2 separate regions of the Capsicum annuum genome follow, and region 2 is linked to region 1. The links are chromatin contacts, called in public Hi-C maps. All regions are on one chromosome and are shown on one strand. The core of a region is the stretch at or near the end of the contact, and the rest is flanking DNA. Distances in the headings are between cores, read along the strand shown. Region 1 holds the start of LOC107871314 (RNA polymerase II C-terminal domain phosphatase-like 3). Region 2 holds the start of LOC107871315 (probable nucleolar protein 5-2).

The links. A called contact is a pair of places that touch in the nucleus more often than the background predicts.
Region 2: a contact with region 1 is called in a Hi-C map of bud, with 4 times the contacts expected there. The contact joins the promoter of LOC107871315 here to the promoter of LOC107871314 in region 1. A contact is called at or near these places in 2 of 5 Hi-C or Micro-C datasets (bud and leaf).

Annotation. Positions count from the first base shown.
Region 1 is chr12:158,000,141-158,005,025 of UCD10Xv1.1, forward strand. It overlaps LOC107871314 (RNA polymerase II C-terminal domain phosphatase-like 3), which reads left to right and starts at 1,601. Exons shown (of 12, transcript XM_016718207.2): 1 at 1,601-2,539; 2 at 2,646-2,769; 3 at 2,867-2,922; 4 at 3,032-3,092; 5 at 3,168-4,565; 6 at 4,859-4,885. The coding sequence starts at 2,016.
Region 2 is chr12:158,659,184-158,663,979 of UCD10Xv1.1, forward strand. It overlaps LOC107871315 (probable nucleolar protein 5-2), which reads left to right and starts at 1,351. Exons shown (of 8, transcript XM_016718209.2): 1 at 1,351-1,892; 2 at 1,977-2,018; 3 at 2,560-2,739; 4 at 2,832-2,996; 5 at 3,881-4,081; 6 at 4,294-4,791. The coding sequence starts at 1,815.

The sequences.
Region 1 (4,885 bases), core at 351-2,850:
TACACAGAATGCTATGTATATGTCAGGTATGTTATGTATATTAATAGGGAGAGATAATAAAGTAATTAAAAAAGTGGGAGAGAGTGTAATTACTTTTAAAAGAGTTGGTATTTATGTTATTTATACTTTATTCAATTTGGGCCCAAATGAGTACATTAGTATACGCCCAAATCTGATCCATAACTATGGGTTTATTAACTTGATCCAAATAACTTAAGTGGGTGACTCACCTACTAGCTTAATTAAGTCAAGCAAGCACCTCAATATTTTATTCCATTTCCAACTCCTAATCCCTTTAATCTAATTTACAACTTGTACAGACTTAGTCACTTTAAATTTGACCGCGTCACATTAAAACATATAAGCAGTATCTAGAACTCCATCTACACTATCAATACTCGCTTAATAAATCTCGTCTATTACCTATACCACAAGGCTATACCAAGTTCCATATAAATAGAGCCAGTGCATGCAAAATACGGGGTATTACAATTTTGTTCGAATTTATATGAATTCAACAACTTACAACAACAACAACATATTCAGTATATTTTCACTAAGTGGGGTCTGCAGAGGGTAAGTTTACGTAATCCATACCATTACTTAGGATGTGAGATAGAGAAGTTGTTTCGATAAATCCTCGACTCAAAGATTGAATTTAACAACTTAATATATTTATATGACATAATTTGTGATAGATTAGCAGGGAGAAAATTATCTTAAATTATTTTATTAATAATTATTGATAAATTTAATAGTTATACTAATTAAGAATATTTTAGTAAACTTACCAATTACAATATAATATCATAACATTAAATTAAATAATAGAATGTTGTTAAACAACAATAAACGATATAATTCATCCAAATATTTCATTGTACTATACTGTACAATATAATATCATATTATACAGAACCGTGTATTATGAAATTATGAAAACCGCCATCTAAACAAAGTATAGGATTTTCTCTAAAAAACCTAATTAAATATCTATAATATATTTAAAATTGTAACATTTACGGGCTCTCCATTGTCTAGTTATCTACTTTCTCCGTTCAATTTTACTTGTCACATTTTGAGTTGACACACTTATTAAGAAAAATAATTAATAACATGACTATTTTACCATAATACCTATATTAAATAATGCTTACACTATACCTTAAAATTAATTTGAAAAAAATAATCAAAGGATAAAATAGAAAAAAAGAAGTTATTTTCTCTTGATATGTCAAAAATAACAAGTAAAAATAAAAATTCAATTAAGAAATTAGTGATAAGTAAAATCAAATAGAGGAATTACATAAAAAAAGAATAGAAGTGAGCAGAGTATAGAGACCGTTATGCTGACTCTGGTGTGGGTGGAGGGCAGGTCTTACTTTTACCGAATCTACTATTTGGGATGGAAGAGATAGACGACTCAGCTTAATCCTCGTCATGTCATCCTAAATTCTTGCCCCCTGAAATTCTCTTCCTTTGCTACCCAAATTTTTTTTTTTTACTTTTTCAAGATATTTCCACCGCCAATAACCATAAAATTAATCCTTTATTCCTACCGTCAATATACTAAGTAATAAAGAATTGACCATAATTTTTTTTTTCATTTACGAGAGATAAGGATCAAACCCAAAACCCTTTCTCTCCTCCCATCTCTATTACTTTTGTTATATTCCATCCCGTGCTCATACTTATAAATTATGATATAATATATATATATATATCCCGTACTTCTCATGGTATATATATATATATATATATACCACGCTTTTCCAATTCTGCAGATCCGAATCCATTTGTCCTTTACATCCGAATTTTCCGATTCAAATAAATGACTAAATTTTGTGTTCATAAATCATAATTGGCGATTTCGCTTCTTTCCGTTTTCGATTAATTTTTGCATCTTAGCGTTGCAAATTCAAATTCTTTGTACTTCTATTTTGTTTCTAACTTGTAGTTTAACTCTATTTATTTGAAGAAAAGAAGAGAAAAGAGAAGAAAAAACCCTAGGTCAAATGATGGAAGAATGTAATCCAGTTCAAGATGTAGAGGAGGGTGAGATCTCAGATTCGGCATCCGTTGAAGAAATCAGTGAGGATGCATTCAATAGGCAAGACCCACCCACGCCTACTAAGATTGTCAGTGCCAACTTAACCAATAGTCAAAATCAAAATCAAAATCAAAATTCGACTAGGGTTTGGACCATGAGAGATGTTTATAAGTATCCGATTTCGAGGGATTACGCTAGGGGTTTGTATAACCTGGCTTGGGCTCAAGCTGTGCAGAATAAGCCTTTAGACGAGCTTTTCGTTATGACTGCTGACAACTCGAAGCAGTCTGTTGATGTCGAATCTGAGAAGGTCATCATTGATGTGGATGACGACGCTAAGGAGGAAGGAGAGTTGGAGGAAGGCGAGATCGACTTGGATGCGGAGGTAGTTGTAAATGGTGGTATCAACAATGATGGCTTTGATTCTGTTAAAACCGCCAATTTCATTAGGGAACAACTTCAGTGTGTTACTCCAGCTGAGGCGGAGAAGTAAGTTTTGGATCTAAAACTATAGCAGTAGTAAATAACTAACACACGAAGAGAACTTTTTCAATTGCAATTAAATGGACTAATTATGCTCTATCTGTTTGCATAGATCCTTTCCTGTGGTTTGTTCCAAATTGCGAAGCTCATTGGACAGCTTGGGGGAAGTAGCTGTTTCTCCAGATTTCGACATTCTTATTCAACTGTTTATGACTGCCATCCAAAACATAAATTCTGTAAGATATTCGGATATATGTCTTTATCTTTCAGCCTCATCATCCCATAGCTGAAAACGTGTGGTTTTGTGAATGCTGAGATCTCTTTCTTTTGCAGGTTTTCTTCTCCATGAACCAGAATCAGAAGCAAGAAAACAGAGATAGCCTATCTAGGTTTTTGTTGTTCCTTTTACATTTGCGTTTGTGGATCTTATTTTGGTGTGTGTACATATAGAGTCCTAGTGCATTTGCAGACTTCTCAGTCATTCTAATTCGCTTGCAGGTTGCTTATTCATGCAAAGAGCCAATTACCTGCTCTTTTGTCTTCTGAGCAGTTAAATGAGGTGTGTTTTCATAAAAGCATATGTAGTGAGAATGCTTGCAGTTTTGGTAGCTTATACTGCTACTTGATGTCCTAGGTGGATGCCGCGATTCTCTCCACTAACCTGTCAGCTGTTTCGTCAATTACTGAAGACAAGGACCAGGACAACGGGATCAAAGTTGTTGAACTGTTAGATATGAATGCTTCTCATAAATCTTCTGAAAATACAAATCTGGATTTTACTTCTTTCAAGAAGTATGATTCAGATGCTGTATCTTCCAAATTTTCAGGCCTGAAGGAGACGAGTGTGTCATTTGAATCTTCTAAACCAGGATTGACCAATTCTAAAGCTAGAGGACTATCCATTCCTTTGCTAGACCTCCATAAAGACCATGATGAAGATACTCTTCCGTCACCTACACGAGAAATTAGACCACAGTTCCCTGCTGCAAAAGCATCTACACAGGCTCACGGAACAGTGAAACCGGAGTTGCCCATTTTTGCGTGTTCTCTTGAGAAAGGGAATTCTTTATTGCATCCTTATGAAACTGATGCCCTTAAGGCTGTTTCCTCCTATCAACAGAAATTTGGTCGAAGTTCCCTTTTTGTTAGTGAAAAGCTTCCAAGTCCAACCCCGTCTGAAGAGGGTGATAGTGGTGAAGGGGACATTGGTGGGGAGGTCTCCAGTTCTAATGTTGTACATAATGCCAGCCTTCTGAATTCATCTAGCTTGGGCCAACCAGTAGTGTCTTCTGTTTCCCAGACCAATTTTCTTGCTGGACAAGGACTTGGAACTGTCCGGACTGCAGATCCTATGAGTTTTCTACCAAATCCTTCTTTGCGATCTTCTACAGCAAAAAGTAGAGATCCCAGGCTCAGATTGGCAACCAGCGATGCAGCTGGTCAGAACTTGAATAAAAATATCATGTCTATCCCAAACATTGATTTGAAATTAGAGGCTTCTTTAGAGATGATAGGTTCAAGAAAGCAGAAAACAGTAGAGCTACCAGTCTTTGATGCCCCATTGTCAAAAAGACAAAGAAGTGAACAGACTGATTCTATGCGACCCTTGACTGGAAATGGTGGTTGTTTAGAGGATAGAGGGACTACTGGGTTGCCAATTACCAGTAGTGACTATGCTATAGATATCAGTGACAATGACACTAGGAAATTGGAGCAAGCAACAACTAGTGTTGCTACTATACCAAGTGTCATAGTTAATGCTGATGAAAACTTTTCATTGGCTGGCATGAGCACTTCAGCAACTTTACATTCTCTATTAAAAGATATAGCTATAAATCCATCAATATGGATGAATATAATTAAGATGGAACAGCAGAAATCTGTTGATGCTTGTAGAACTACAACACAAGCTTCAAGTTCTAACTCTATTCTTGGAGCAGTTCCATCAACGGATGCAGTTGCTCCCATAACCTCCTCTATTGGGCAGAGATCAGTGGGAATACTTCAGCCTCCTACACAGACAGCTGCAATGGCAAGTTTCATTTACAACCTTTTGAAGAATGAGTTCGTTTGCAATGTCGTCTTTACTGCTTCTATTGCACAGTTCCCTTTTTTTTTTTCTGACATTTTTAAGGGTTTCTCTTTTTCTTGTGTTTGGGGTGGAATAGGGTGCAGAGCGGTTACGTTTCTGTTACATTGGAAATTATGTAATCTTTATTTTCAATTGATGTTTTTGTGTCAAAATGAGAAAGCTAAGCACTCTATTTGATACTTCATGCTACTTTAGTTGTCCTCTGGAATATCTGACATTGTCAAGATTTGCAGGATGAAGTGGCTATTGTCCGCATGAAA
Region 2 (4,796 bases), core at 101-2,600, 660 kb after region 1:
AGGAGCTTCAAACGAAGTTCGAAAAATTCGAAACTAGTCCGAGAACACCTATTGACCTTCCTAATCATGAATTAACTAAAATATAGACATTTAAAGGAATTTAAGGTCGCGAAATGAGATTGTCAACTTTCGAAGGCCTAAAAATAAACTAAGTCTGAATACTTAGCTAGAATTTTCTAAGTCTGAGACCCTTAACAAGCTTAAAGGACTGAATTAAGCTAGGAATTTTGCGGGGTCTTACACTAGTACAGGCCAAATATATGTTATTTTTAGTCTCAGTTTATGTGATATAAATAAATTTTGATAACTAATTATATGTTAAATATTTCTTTTAGATATTTTAAGTTGTTAGCTATTGTAATTTATAATAGTTTTTTGACATTATAATTTATTATTTTAAGTTGTTAACAATTATAATTTATAATAATCTCCTTGTCCAAACTTTTTAGCATTGATAGTCTATTATATTTTAAAAATAATTTAAGTTTTTAATTATTGAAATTTATAATACTTTTTCTTCTATTTCAATCTAAGTGACACTGATATAATTTTGAGAGTCAATCAAATATGATGATTGAAGTCGCAAAACAGACATGTCTTAAATGACTCATAATAACTTATTAGAAGTGATACAAGAAAATTACTATAAAAATAGTTGTCAAAAAAATTTAAGCGGGCCTCATATAAGATGTCAAGTTAATTTTAAACATCAATAGTTAATTTATTATTATTTTTATTTATTTTATTTTTTATTAAATATTATTTTTTAATAATTAATTAGGGATGAAATAGTAAAATTACGGTTGAACTAGCTGAAGCAGACATGTCATAAATGTCTATTTTAATTTTTCTATTAAATATTATTAATTTCTTAATACGTAAATGACATATAATAATCAATTAGGAAATAACTTATTAAAAGTGATATAAAAAAATTAATATAAAAAATAATTGTGAAAAAAATTTAGACGGGCCTTATATAAAATGTCAAGTTAATTTAAAACATTAATAGTTTGTTTATCATTTTTTTTGTTTATTTTATCTTTTTTATTAAATATATTTTTTTAATATTTAAATCACTTAAAGTAATTAATTAGGGATGAAATAGTAAAATTACGATTGAAGTAGCTGAAATAGACATGTCATAAATGTCTATTTTATATTTTTTATTAAATATTATTAATTTTTTAATACTTAACTGATACATATATAATAATTAATAAAGATGATATCGTAAAATATGACCACCATCACTTGTTTCCCTTCACGCTTCTATATAGTCAAAATAATATATAATTTAATGAAAGAAGCTGATATATGCTTACCGACATAAGTGTTCAAGAGTAGACAAATTCTTCAAGTTTTTTTTGCCTCTTCTTGTGCGCTATAATGTAACACAAATAACTGCTAATTCTAATAATAAAGAAATATAAAGGGAAAAAATTAACATATGACGTTTATTTAATTGTAATCAACATTTTACGGTGAAAATAAGAGAAAAGGTTAAACTAGGTGGGACAATAACCGATCTAAATTTAAATGGGTTGAACCAATTGGATATGATATTGACACCTTCATAGAGTTTGCTATTTTACCTCAAATATTAGAGTAAAACATTCCAGGATAGAAGTGTAAATATGGAATTATCGGGGGAGCAATAGAGCTAGTTACTGTTTTTGCAACAAAACCCATTGCCACCTCTCTAAAACCGTAGTACCTTCAATAGCATAGGCATACAGAGAAGGAAGTGAGGAGCTAAACCCTCTCTTACAGCTTCTTCCGTTTTCTCCCATTTGTTTTTTTGGCCAAAGAAGATGTTGGTATTGTTTGAAACGCCGGCAGGCTTTGCCCTTTTCAAAGTTCTGGATGAGGGAAAACTCTCCAAAGTTGAGGTATTTTCATTATTTATTTATTTATTTATTTATTTTGTGTTTTCTTGTTTTATTATAGAATTTTCTTTTTTGTCTGTGTTGTAGGATTTGTGGAAGGAGTTCTCCTCAACTGATTCTGCCAGAAAAGTACTTCTTCTTTAACCTGGTTTTTTTACTCATCAAGTTTAGCTCTAAAATCCGAGTCTTTTGATAAAACAAATATTTTATGTATTTATTGGTTTGTGTAGACATTGGGCGCAGTTAGCTCGGTATGATATACTGTGGTTAAAATTTTGAAAGTAAGAGCCGTTTGGATAAAATAAAAAAAGTGCTTATAAGCACTTGATTTTAAGCCAAAATGATAAAAGTAAGCCAAAAGCCAAAAGCCAAAAGCTAGAAATTCTAACTAATGGCTGGCAATCCAAACAGGCTCTAAAACACGTCAAGGAGAAATTTTGGCATAGCATGTTAAAAATTGGACAAAGCCAAGCACGGCTTTGTTGTTCTCTATGTTGGTTTGGTAAACACAAGCTACTTTATTAGACACACTCCAACCATGGTCTTTTTTTATCTTTTTTTTTTAATAAATAAATTATGCTTAGTTGATGTTGGGGATACGACATACCTAAAGTTTCAACTTTATGTTTCGTAAATTCTACATTTACGTGATTGGTTGGTACGGAAACAGGTTGTGAAGCTAAAAGCTTTCTCTAAGTTTGAGAACACCTCAGAAGCTCTATCAGCAGCTACGCTGTTGATAGATAGCAAGCCCAGCAAAGGACTGCGCAAGTTCTTGAAAGCGCATTGTGATGGTGAAACTTTGGGGGTTGCTGATTCAAAGCTTGGAAATGCAATTAAAGAGAAACTGGTCGGTTCCCTTTTTATGTCAGCTCATTATGTCTTAGTTATGTTCTGTTTCCTATCTTTTTTGGCTGAAGCTTGTGTGTGATGTGTTTGCAGCAAATTGATTGTGTTCATAATAATGCTGTCATGGAATTGATGAGAGGGGTTAGAAGTCAGTTGACTGAGCTCATTTCTGGTCTTGCGTATCAAGACTTGACTCCAATGAGCTTGGGTTTATCTCACAGTCTTTCAAGATACAAGCTAAAGTTTAGCCCTGACAAGGTAATTGCTGTAAATTGACTGATCTAATTCATGTTCTACATGGTTTCGTTATATATATTATTACGTAGCAAATATTGGGATAATCAGTTGCCATGGAGAAAAGGTAGGTTAGCCTAGTGGATAGAAGGGAAAGACAACATATTAAAGGAAGTTAGGGGTTCAATCCACCAAGGCAACAAAGTGGAAAAGGACCAACCTTAACTCATGGATTAGAGATTTGGGGCGGGTGATCTTATAAAAAATCAATTGCTGCAGAACACTTCGGTTTTGTATGCTCTAGCTTGTATCATTTCTGGTAGAGCGTGTGTAATATTACTAGGTCTGAACTAATTTTAGAGTGTTATCTGTTGTTGGATAACATTATTCTATTTAATTCTGGTGATGCTAGATCGTCATTATTAAAATTTTAGATAGTGCATATTATTTGATTCACCCTGGAAATTGTCAATTCTGATTCTTTAAATTGCATCGTGTTGTGTAACTTTAAGAAAGGATCTAAAGAGTGTAAACAAAAATATGGAATAACATTCTCCATAAAGCATGCTGATGGTGATTATGTAGGTTGGCATTTCATTGTTTACACAGCCAATTTTATGCTCGTTCCATATGTATTCTATTTAGTATATGTACTTTGAGTAGTCACAGCTCTGTGGTTTCCTGAAATCTGACAGTTTCTTGCCAGTTGAGGTTATGTAGTTTCCTGTGATTCACTGAACCCTTAACATTCAAAAGAATGTATTACAGTCTTACCATTTTCTGCCTGGTTCTGTCTCTTGAAGTTCTCTGTATAGCTTCATAGTTATTTGTCCAATTTTATATTCTTGTCAGATATGTTTTTTAATTAAACAGATAGCAGTACAATTGACTGTTTATTGCTTTTCCAGGTGGATACAATGATTGTACAGGCCATTAGCTTGTTGGATGATCTTGATAAAGAGCTAAATACATATGCCATGAGAGTCCGAGAGTGGTATGGTTGGCATTTTCCTGAGCTTGAAAAGATTGTTCAAGATAACATTCTTTATGCCAAGGCTGTTAAGTTGATGGGTGACCGTACCAATGCTGCAATGCTAGATTTCTCTGAGGTAAGGATTGGCTTCTTTTTACATGCTTCAAATAATTTGAACTTAAAAAATAGATTGCTGTTTATTCTCAGTAATATTCATCAGCATGTTGTCTAGCTTGCCTGTTGGAATGAAGCTTGTGATGTATCGTAGTCCAATGTTGCTTTTGACAAGGCACATCATTCTGAAGTACGTAAGACAAAATTCACACTTTCTGTTTGCAATGTTCACAGATACTGCCTGAAGAGGTTGAGACAGAATTGAAAGAGGCAGCCATGATCTCTATGGGCACTGAAGTTAGTGATCTTGATCTGGAGAATATTAAAGATTTATGCAGCCAAGTTCTGTCATTCTCTGAGTACAGATCTCAGTTATATGATTATTTGAAGAGCAGGATGAACACCATTGCCCCAAATCTTACGGCTCTTGTTGGAGAACTTGTTGGAGCTAGACTTATTGCTCATGGTGGTAGCTTGTTAAATCTTGCGAAACAACCTGGAAGTACTGTTCAGATACTTGGTGCTGAAAAAGCTCTTTTCAGAGCTTTGAAGACAAAGCATGCAACTCCAAAATATGGGCTTATATATCATGCATCTTTGATTGGACAGGCAGCATCAAAATACAAGGGTAAAATATCAAGATCTCTTGCTGCAAAAACTGCTTTGGCGATTCGATATGATGCTCTTGCAGATAGTCAAGATAATACCATGGGTTTGGAGAATCGGGCCAAGGTAAT